Regions from separate parts of the Mus musculus genome. Here region 1 is linked to region 2. The links are chromatin contacts, called in public Hi-C maps. All regions are on one chromosome and are shown on one strand. The core of a region is the stretch at or near the end of the contact, and the rest is flanking DNA. Distances in the headings are between cores, read along the strand shown.

Evidence for each region. Hi-C and Micro-C count contacts between places; a contact is called where the count stands out from the background.
Region 1: a contact with region 2 is called in a Hi-C map of uterus, with 2.2 times the contacts expected there. The contact joins two enhancer-like sites. A contact is called at or near these places in 6 of 39 promoter capture datasets (the C10 cell line, the HPC-7 cell line, cranial neural crest and 3 more), 5 of 484 Hi-C or Micro-C datasets (3T3-L1-derived adipocytes, the C2C12 cell line, bone marrow-derived macrophages and 2 more), 1 of 115 datasets of contacts at active chromatin or transcription factors (embryonic stem cells) and 1 of 9 other capture datasets (embryonic stem cells).

The regions. Positions count from the first base shown.
Region 1 is chr11:79,876,968-79,881,266 of GRCm38.p6, reverse strand. No RefSeq gene overlaps it. Among named protein-coding and RNA genes, the nearest start is that of Gm24454, 15 kb to the left of the region's middle. Within about 2 kb of position 2,961, at least 69 of the 459 cell types and tissues checked have an H3K27ac peak or open chromatin away from gene starts, as enhancers often do. A contact at or near this core is called in the C2C12 cell line and uterus, where this site is marked.
Region 2 is chr11:79,734,678-79,738,965 of GRCm38.p6, reverse strand. No RefSeq gene overlaps it. Among named protein-coding and RNA genes, the nearest start is that of Mir365-2, 10 kb to the right of the region's middle. Within about 2 kb of position 2,120, at least 94 of the 459 cell types and tissues checked have an H3K27ac peak or open chromatin away from gene starts, as enhancers often do. A contact at or near this core is called in the C2C12 cell line and uterus, where this site is marked.

The DNA of each region.
Region 1 (4,299 bases), core at 1,712-4,211, 140 kb before region 2:
TAGGTTGTGATGACTGAACGCTTTCCCTCAAATACAAAAACAACCCCCCTAAACATTCAGTTATGTACTTATTGATTTATGTGGGGGTGGGGATGGGCTCAGTGGGTGGGCACATACCATGCTTCATGCATCCGAGGACAACTTTTAGGAGTTGCTTCTTTCCTTCCACCATGTGTGTCCCTGGGGCTCAAACTCAGGTCTATAGCCTTTAGGCTCTTCTCACTGAGCTGTCTTTTCTGCGCCAGGATTATCTTGGAGACTTAAGGTAAGAAAGCATTATGTTTCTGAAGACCCACAGGCTAGAGGAAGGGTGCAAACAAGCCCGGGCTCAGTGGGTAGTTCCTGAGAGATCGTCACATTCCTAGCATCCAGACTGTGTCTTAGTTCATGTGTGTCTTCCTTTCATGTCCGCAACTCTCTCAGGGATTACGTATTCACTCAGCTGATCACCCCTGTTGTCACTTGCCGTCCCGGCATCCTGGATTTGACATGAGCTGGTGGGCATGTCATAGAGCCTGCTTGCCTTCTGCCCAGGCCATGCCTCTGACTCCTGCAGCTCAGAAAGCAGGGTTCCACTTTCCCTTTCCAGTGGATTTCTGTTGCCCGAGTCTACATTCTGATCCCTTCTTAGGGCTAGGATGGAGACATCTCCTGGTAGAGGAACAACTGTTCCCTCTCCACGCTGTGTTTTTGTATTGAGAATACAGTATGGTTGCCACCCAAAACTCACTGGACCCAGCCTCAGCTTCTGCAGCCTCAGTGATGCACAGCTCCTCCAGGGGGATGTTAGCAGTGTGTTCTAGAAGCTTGGCTGGGTTCTTCCTACTCTCTTCTCCAGGTCTAGTTGGAACCCAGGCCTGCCTCAGTTTCTCATCTTCTAGAGCATTACCTGTATGCAACTATTCATTTCCCTGAGTGTAAGAGATGGTTTTCTAGCATGGGATGGTGGTCTAAAGCCAGGCCAAGTTTAAGCGGCATTTTCTACTTACACGAGCACGCTCTCTTGGCATCTTCTGGCCTTGTTGGTTCCCGGGAGCCATGGCTGTCTGAGTTGTCTTTATAATTACAGGAACATTTACTGTATAGCTTTACCACAAAGAGTCCTATCCATGGATTTTTTTTCTTAACATAAAAATTATCTTCTTCCTAGGGCAGCAGTTTTCAACCTGTGGGTTGTGACCCCCTTGGGGTCATATATCAGATATCCTGCACACCAAATATTTACATGACAGTTTATAACAGTAGCAACTTACAGTTATGAAGTAGCAACAAAATAATTTTATGCTTGGGGTTCATTACAACATGAGGAATGGAATTAAAGGGTCCCAGGATTAGGAAGGTTGAGAACCACTGTCCTGGGGGGTATAATGCCCTCTTCTGGTCTCTAAGGGCACCCCACACACATGATACACTTATATACACACATGCAAAACACTCACACACATATAAACAAACAAAGAAACAAAAAATCTTTTAAAAGGTTGCCCTTGGTGCCAGGTGGCAGCAGCAAATGCCTTTAGTCCCAGCACTCCAGAGGCAGAGGCAGGACAGTCTCTGAGCTGGAGGCCAGCCTGGTCAATAGAAGGAGTTACAGGACAACTAGGGCTATACAGAGAAAACTAGTTTAGTTTTTGTCTCCAAAAACTAAAAAAAAAAAAAAAAAAAAAAAGGTGTCCTTGGGTTCTGATATCCCAGAAGTCACCAGTGAAACTGTCATAATCATAATCATTTTTAGGTGTCGTTTCCTCAGGTGTTCCCCACCTTTAAACAATTATTTATTATTATTGTGTGCTCCTCCACACGTGTGTGGAAGTCACAGGGCAACTCTGTGGAGCTAACACTCGCCTTCCGTCCTCTGTCTTCCTGCAGGTTCCAGGACTGAACTCAGGGCACCAGAATTGGGTTCCGAGTTGCTTTACCAGCTGAGCCATCTCTACAACCAACCACTTTTAAAAGTTTTATACTTTTTTTTTTTTTTTTTTTGACAGGGTCCTTGAATGGCCTGAAACTCACAAAGTAGGCTAGGCTGGCTGGCCAGCAAGCTGGGGGATCCACCGGTCTCCACCTCTCCAGGGCTGGGATTTCAAGCACTTTGAGAACACAGTCTGTGAACATTTTCAAAATCGATCTTTACCTACAACACAGGATGAATCCAATTCTTGTGAAAGACAGCCTGTCTTGGAGCTTTAAAAATACAAATTTCTATAAACTATCTTTGCTGGAAACAACTTCTTGAGAGGAAGGAAGTGGGAGAGACTGATGAGATGGATCCCATAGAACTAGAGGACTTTAATCCAAATCCGAAGCCAGGTATGGGGTTGGTGCACATCACCCTAGAGGAGGCATTGGTGTCAAGCCTCTTAATGGGCCACTTCTCTATACAGGAGCTTGAATGAGTCTCACTTATAGAGTGTCACTATGTGGCCCTGTCTGACCTGGGAACTTGTTATGTAAAACAGGGCAGTTAGGAACTCATAGAGGTCCCCCTGCCTCTGCCTCTCCAGTGCTGGAATTAAAGACCTGCACCACCACTGCCTGCTGCTTTTAACTTTTAAAATGTGGCTACAATAAATTAACAACAATGTAAGCGATTTACATTGTATTTCTACTGTTATAAAGAGGACATGTGTCCAACCACTGAGTGCCAAAGGTCATATTCTGTACAGCCAGCCCTCCTGAGTGTCCAGGATATTCCCACATATCCAGGACAGGGCAAAGGGACTTGTCCCTGCCCCAGGGAACAGCTGTGCTTCTGCTTTGAAAAGTGGCCACCAGAGCCCTTCTCAATCGTGGTTCCTGGGACATCGTTTCATTATTTATTCAGTATTTTTTTTTTTAATAATGCATTGTCAAGCCTAACCAGCGAAGTACAAGGAGAGAACTCTGTTTAATGGTCATGCCTCGCTTTGGCTGGGGTGTCGTAATTTCTGGTATTGCAGCAATGACCTCAGGCCTGCAGAGCTCTTCCAGAACATAACTCAGACTCCTCCTCTTTTCCCAGTGCAGGCCAGCATTCAGCCTTAGCCAGAGTGACACAGGGCTCTTGCTCATTCCCATATTTGTCCATTCAGAGTCCTTTGAGCATCTCAGGGTGTTAGATGCCGTGCTAGGCATTGGGGATGAAGGGTGACAAGTGCCGATCTAGAACCTGCAGGGAGGGAAGAGGGGGTGGATTCTGTTCTGTCTTGGGAAGACTTCGTTCAGGAGGTAACATTTCTCTTGAGTTTTGAAGGGTGAATAGGAGCCACACTGCAGAGGGAGCATCGCAGCCTTGTATGATGATAAACTCTACTACAATCCCCCAGAGAGCCCTGCTATCCTCCTGACCGTTAAATAGGAATCTCTGGGGGTAAGACCAGCCTTAGCATTCCCTGAGTGCAGCCATTTTAGAAAGCATGCGTTAGGGGAACGGCAGAGAGGCAACCCTTAAAAAATGACCATGGCGTGAGGACAACCTTCCAAAGACTAAGCACATCTCCAACCTGCCCAGGAGTCACGGGGCAACACAAGGATATGGGTTTTGAAAGCAGATATAAATGCTGGCTGCTAGAACTCAGCCTGTACTATATTCATTGATTTAGGGCTTTGATAGACAGATAAGTGTTTATTGAGTGTCTACTTTGTGCCAGGTATTGGGAGCTGGGAAGTGATCTTGTTTTTGCTTTCCTAGGGCTCACTGCCTTGAGGGGGAGGGGGTGAGATACTTCTCAAGCAGTGTGGGGGAGAATGTGAGGAGAGCTCCCCAGTACAGTTCCCTGCAGTCAGGAAAAGCTTCCCAGAGGAGGTGGCCTTAAGGAGGTAACTGGGCAGAATCTGCCAGAAAAGAGGGCAGAGGGAAGTAACTTTCAGTGCAGAGGCAGGAATGAGCTTGGTGAATTCAGAGAACTGCAAGTGTTTACACTGGCTGGAGTGTGTCGTGGTGTGGGGGAGGGCTAAGAAAGAAGTTGTGAGGCCTGCCAGATGCTTCTGCAGGCGAAGGTGCTTGCTGCCTGAGTGTGATCCCTGGAAACACAGGGTAAAAAAGAAAATTACCACCTCCTGCAAGCTGTCCTCTGACTTCCGTGTGTGTGTGTGTGTGTGTGTGTGTGTGTGTGTGTGTGCACGTGCGTGTGTGTGAATGTGGGGGGTCACATGTGTCTCACACACACAATCACACACACACACAATCACACTCATATACAGGCATGTACACACACACACACACACATAAACATAAATCTTATTAACGCGTTCTCACGCCCGGCCAGGAAGAACACAGCAAACCAGAATCTTCTGCGGCAAAGCTTTATTGCTTACATC
Region 2 (4,288 bases), core at 871-3,370:
GCTCCGGCAGGCCACATGTTGGAAAGGGGCAGGCAGGAAGCTGGACGGCATTGTGTAGCGGGATGCAGCTGGAGGATTCCAGCTATCATGGCCATTCTCTTCAAGAGTGAGAGATCCGGACACGCTCACTGGCTGGATGAACCACGGTTCATCTGTTAGCATAGCATGGCAGAAGGTGCCTGACACACTCTGGTAGAGCAAAAGTCTCCTGAAGGAGAGAGAGGTTGTTGGCAGGACGGCTGTGTGGATAGCCTAGACCCCTAGGAAACTCAACCTAACTCCTCTGACGTATCCACCCAATAGGTTCTTTGCTCCGGCCCCTCAGTAGCCTCCCCCACACACTCAAGCTGTCTCCTACTCTCTCTTAGAAGACACATTTTTTTTTCTTTCCTCACTGGATCTATTGGGTTATATAGATGTGTTCCATGAGAGTGGGGCTCAGAATTTGCTCATCCTTAAACACGTGGCATAGATTGTCTTGTTGAATTGATGAAAGAAAAAAAGAGGGAAAGGAATAAGGGGGGGGGAAGCGAGGGAGGGAGTGCGGGAGGAAGGACCTGTGCTTCCATGGGCATGTGGTGTCCTCATATAGCTTAAGAACTCTGGGCAGCTTACTCCCTCATGCTCACTGTCCAAATGCCGCTACCCGCTGGGTACCACCAGGGCAAGAAGCCCCAGCTGTTCACTTGCATTCCTCGCATTTGACCCAGAAGGAGTGAGACAGTTTCTGACTCACACACAGGCATCTGTGAGTTCTCAGTCCACAGGGACTGAGAAGGAAAGCCTGCCCCTTCTCTGAAGGGAGAGGCACATTTCTACCCCATTTGCAAAGCTTTGCTAATTTCCTGCCATCCACAGTGGATGCCCTGCCTCTGCTGTACAGGTTCATAGTCCAGACCAAATCCTGGGGCCACAGGGTATTTCTGCACTTCTCCAAATACTTTCTTTTTTTTGGACTTTGGATCCAGAGGTGAGGGATCATTCCATTGAAGTGTTTGGTTCCTCTCAGTCCCCAGCACTTGGATACCTTGCAAAGTTGTAGGAATGCTTCAAGAACCATTATGATTTCGTAGTTTTGCAAGACTGAGTCAAGACATCATTCACAGCTTCCCGTCCATCTTCCAGCTTGACTTCTCAAGCAACCAGGGGCTTAATGAGTGTGGCAAAACTCTTAAAGACCCATAGTGGTCTGCATATCAGGGATGGTTGGAAGCAAATAGCAGCCTTTTGGTTGCCAGGGCGACAGAGGCTGCTGATGGGTGGGGGTCTGAGAATATTATCCAGGATCATTGCTCCTCCCCAAAGATAAACAGTGCTCCTCCTACATAGAGACACTGAGCTGCCTCCTGTTGGATGGAGAACCTAAGCCAAAGTCATGCAGCAAGCTGGGCCCCAGCCTCTTCCGTGTTCCTTCCCTGCAGAAGCACCGCTGGCAGCTGGAACTGACAGGAACCCACTGGCCCTCCAGGTTCCTGGATCTTGGCCCCCGGTCTATCAGCACCAGAGAGGCTTTAAGGAGTGTGTCTATGAATGCCCTATAGTACTCACCAGCGGCTGCACCTTCTCCAGCCCATGCTGGTGGCCAGATGTCCTGACATGGCTCAGCGTGCGCCTAAGGGGTGGGAGGGAAGAGCCTGAACTGTGGGCTAGGGCCAGAGCTATTCTACAATTACAGTGTCCAGAGCCATGAGCTCATCCAGACGTGAAGAAAGCTCTCTTTTGATGTGAGCCCGGGGCGCCAGTGAGTACAACCTCTGGGGCCCAGGCTGGCCAGGGGAAAAAGGAATGCCACGGTAACCCTAAGTCAGTGCTGCGTGCTCCCAGGGGTTCTCCGTCCTCAAAAGTCTCTCCCCCAGATACCGGCCACAGGCCACAAGAGTCTTTTTATTTTTGTTTCTTTATTTTGAGACAGAGTCTAGCTGCATAGCCCAAGCTGGCCTCAAACTCTTTATTCTCCTACTTTGGTCTCCTAAGTGCTAGGACTACAGGCAGATGAGAAAGGTCCTAGGTTTGATTCCCTAGCACTTAAAGCCCCGCTGTCCTCGCTGCTCAATGTGTCAATCATCTGCTCTCAGCCCATGCCTCTGCAGTCCCTCCTCCCTCCACATCCATCCTTGGTGCTGTTCTGAAACACATCCCAGGCATGACATCATCTCATACATAAATATTTGGGTATGTGTCTCCACAAGGACTATTCCAGACAAAAACCTATCAGGAGCCATTGTGACACAGCCACTGCACATTAAAACCATCAATCATCCCCGATGCTTGATTAGCAAATACTGAAAGGGTTGATGCTCAATTTGTGTTTACTACCTAATTGGTTTTTGTGGGGGTACCTTTAGAACCAAATGAAGCCTGCACAATGCCACCGCTTGGTACATCTCCTGAGCCTCTACTGGCCTCAAGGTTTTTCGTTTTATCTTTGCTTGCAGTTTATTTACTGGGAGAAGCTAGTCTGTCTTGTGGTGTCTGGCTGTGTCTGGACTCTGCTGATTGCCGCTCTGTGGTGTAGTTCAACAGGTCCTTCTCCTCTGCTGCTCCTGTAAATGTGCAGTTAGGCATAGAGGCTGGGCCAGGGTCAAGTGTACGCTTTAGTGTTTGTTTTGGCAAGACTATATCATATCATTAGATGGCACTGAGCTCTGTCAGGAGACAACATATGGCAAGCACTTCTCGTGTGTGTGTGTGTGTGTGTGTGTGTGTGTGTGTGTGTGCGCGCGCGCACGCGCGCGCTTGCGTATAAGAGAGAGAGGGAGAGGAAGAGGGAGAGGGAGAGAGAGAGAGAGAGAGAGAGAGGGAGACCATTGTTGTGAGTGTATGTATTTGATATCTATTTAGAGACAGGGTCTTGTTATGCAAATCCATTACAAACTGAAATTGATGTGTGTGTATACACATCTGATAGATATAGCATGTATATATGTATACATATATGTGTAAGTAGATGTTTGTATTTCTTGTTTTGAGACAAGATCTCACCTTGTAACCCAAGCTAGCTTCCACCCTCCTGCTACCGTCTCTAAGGGCTGGGATTTCAGGCATGGGCCACCACATCCACTTGGTATTAGAATTCACGCGTTTTGCATTGATTGGTTGGAATCCATCTATAAAAGACTGCCCCACCTTCTTACTGGGTACTAAGAGATTCTGGCTAATAGACAAAACGTTTCTCACCTTTCTCACTGGACCTCTAGGATAAGTGGCTGAAAGCAGGCAGATTTCTCACCAACAAACACAGCAAACTGGCTTTGCACGTATCCAGAGCTAGACTGCATCTATGTCATGGAGCACGCTGGTGGAGCCAAAGGCTCCAAAGTCTGGGAACTAGGAACTCAGTGCAGGACCTGCCAGTCATACGCCCTAGGACATCGACAGATCCTGTGGACTTGGGCTTTGTAATGTGAGGATCCCTCCTCACCAGGGCTAACACAGGTCCATGCATTCCCACCATTACCACTTGGGCCTGGGGTCCCTTGCTTGGATTTTTCCTGGATCCTCGAGCACCTTCCTGGGAACGCTGTCTTCTTCCTGGCTGACTCTGGAAGGGGCAGCATTCCTCAGAAGGTTCAGGCTTCTCCTAGCAAGATGGCTACAGAATTTCTGAGGCTATCATCATCATGAATTTCAAGGCAGTGGCAACAGAGGATTCAGTCAGGCACAGGTCGTTCAGAGCACAGGGCTCTGACTGACACTTCTCCTTGGCCCCAGGAAGCTGGTCCTGGGCATATATGTGCTTGAAAGTGTGTGGGCATCATTCATCTAAGGCAATATCTTAGACTGTTCTGTTGCTGTGAAGAGACCAAGGCAGGTTATAGAAGAAAGCATTTCGCTGGAGGCTTGCTTACAGTTTCAGAGAGTCCATGTTCATCGTAGCAGGTAGGCCTGGCCATGGAGCTGCGAGCTTACATCCTGATCCAAAGGCAGCAGGCAGAGAAAGAGACTGGGCCTGGCATGGGTTTTTGAAACTTCAAAACCCACACCCCAGTGACAGGCCTTCTCCAACAAGGTCATAGCTCCTCCAACAAGGCCACACCTAATCCTTCCTGTCTACCAACTGGGAACTAGACATCCAAATATATGAGCCTGGGGGGGGCATTTTCATTCAAACAAAGTCAACAAAACTTGAATGTGAAAGTTAAGACATACCAGCCATATCCAACAAATGGAGATGGGACCAGTTTCATCTAAAGGGGGAGTTTAGGGCCACAGGTGGAGCTCAATGGTAGGGTATTTGCCCCGCGAGGATAAGGCCCTGGTTTCCATCCCCAATATCCCCCCATGCACA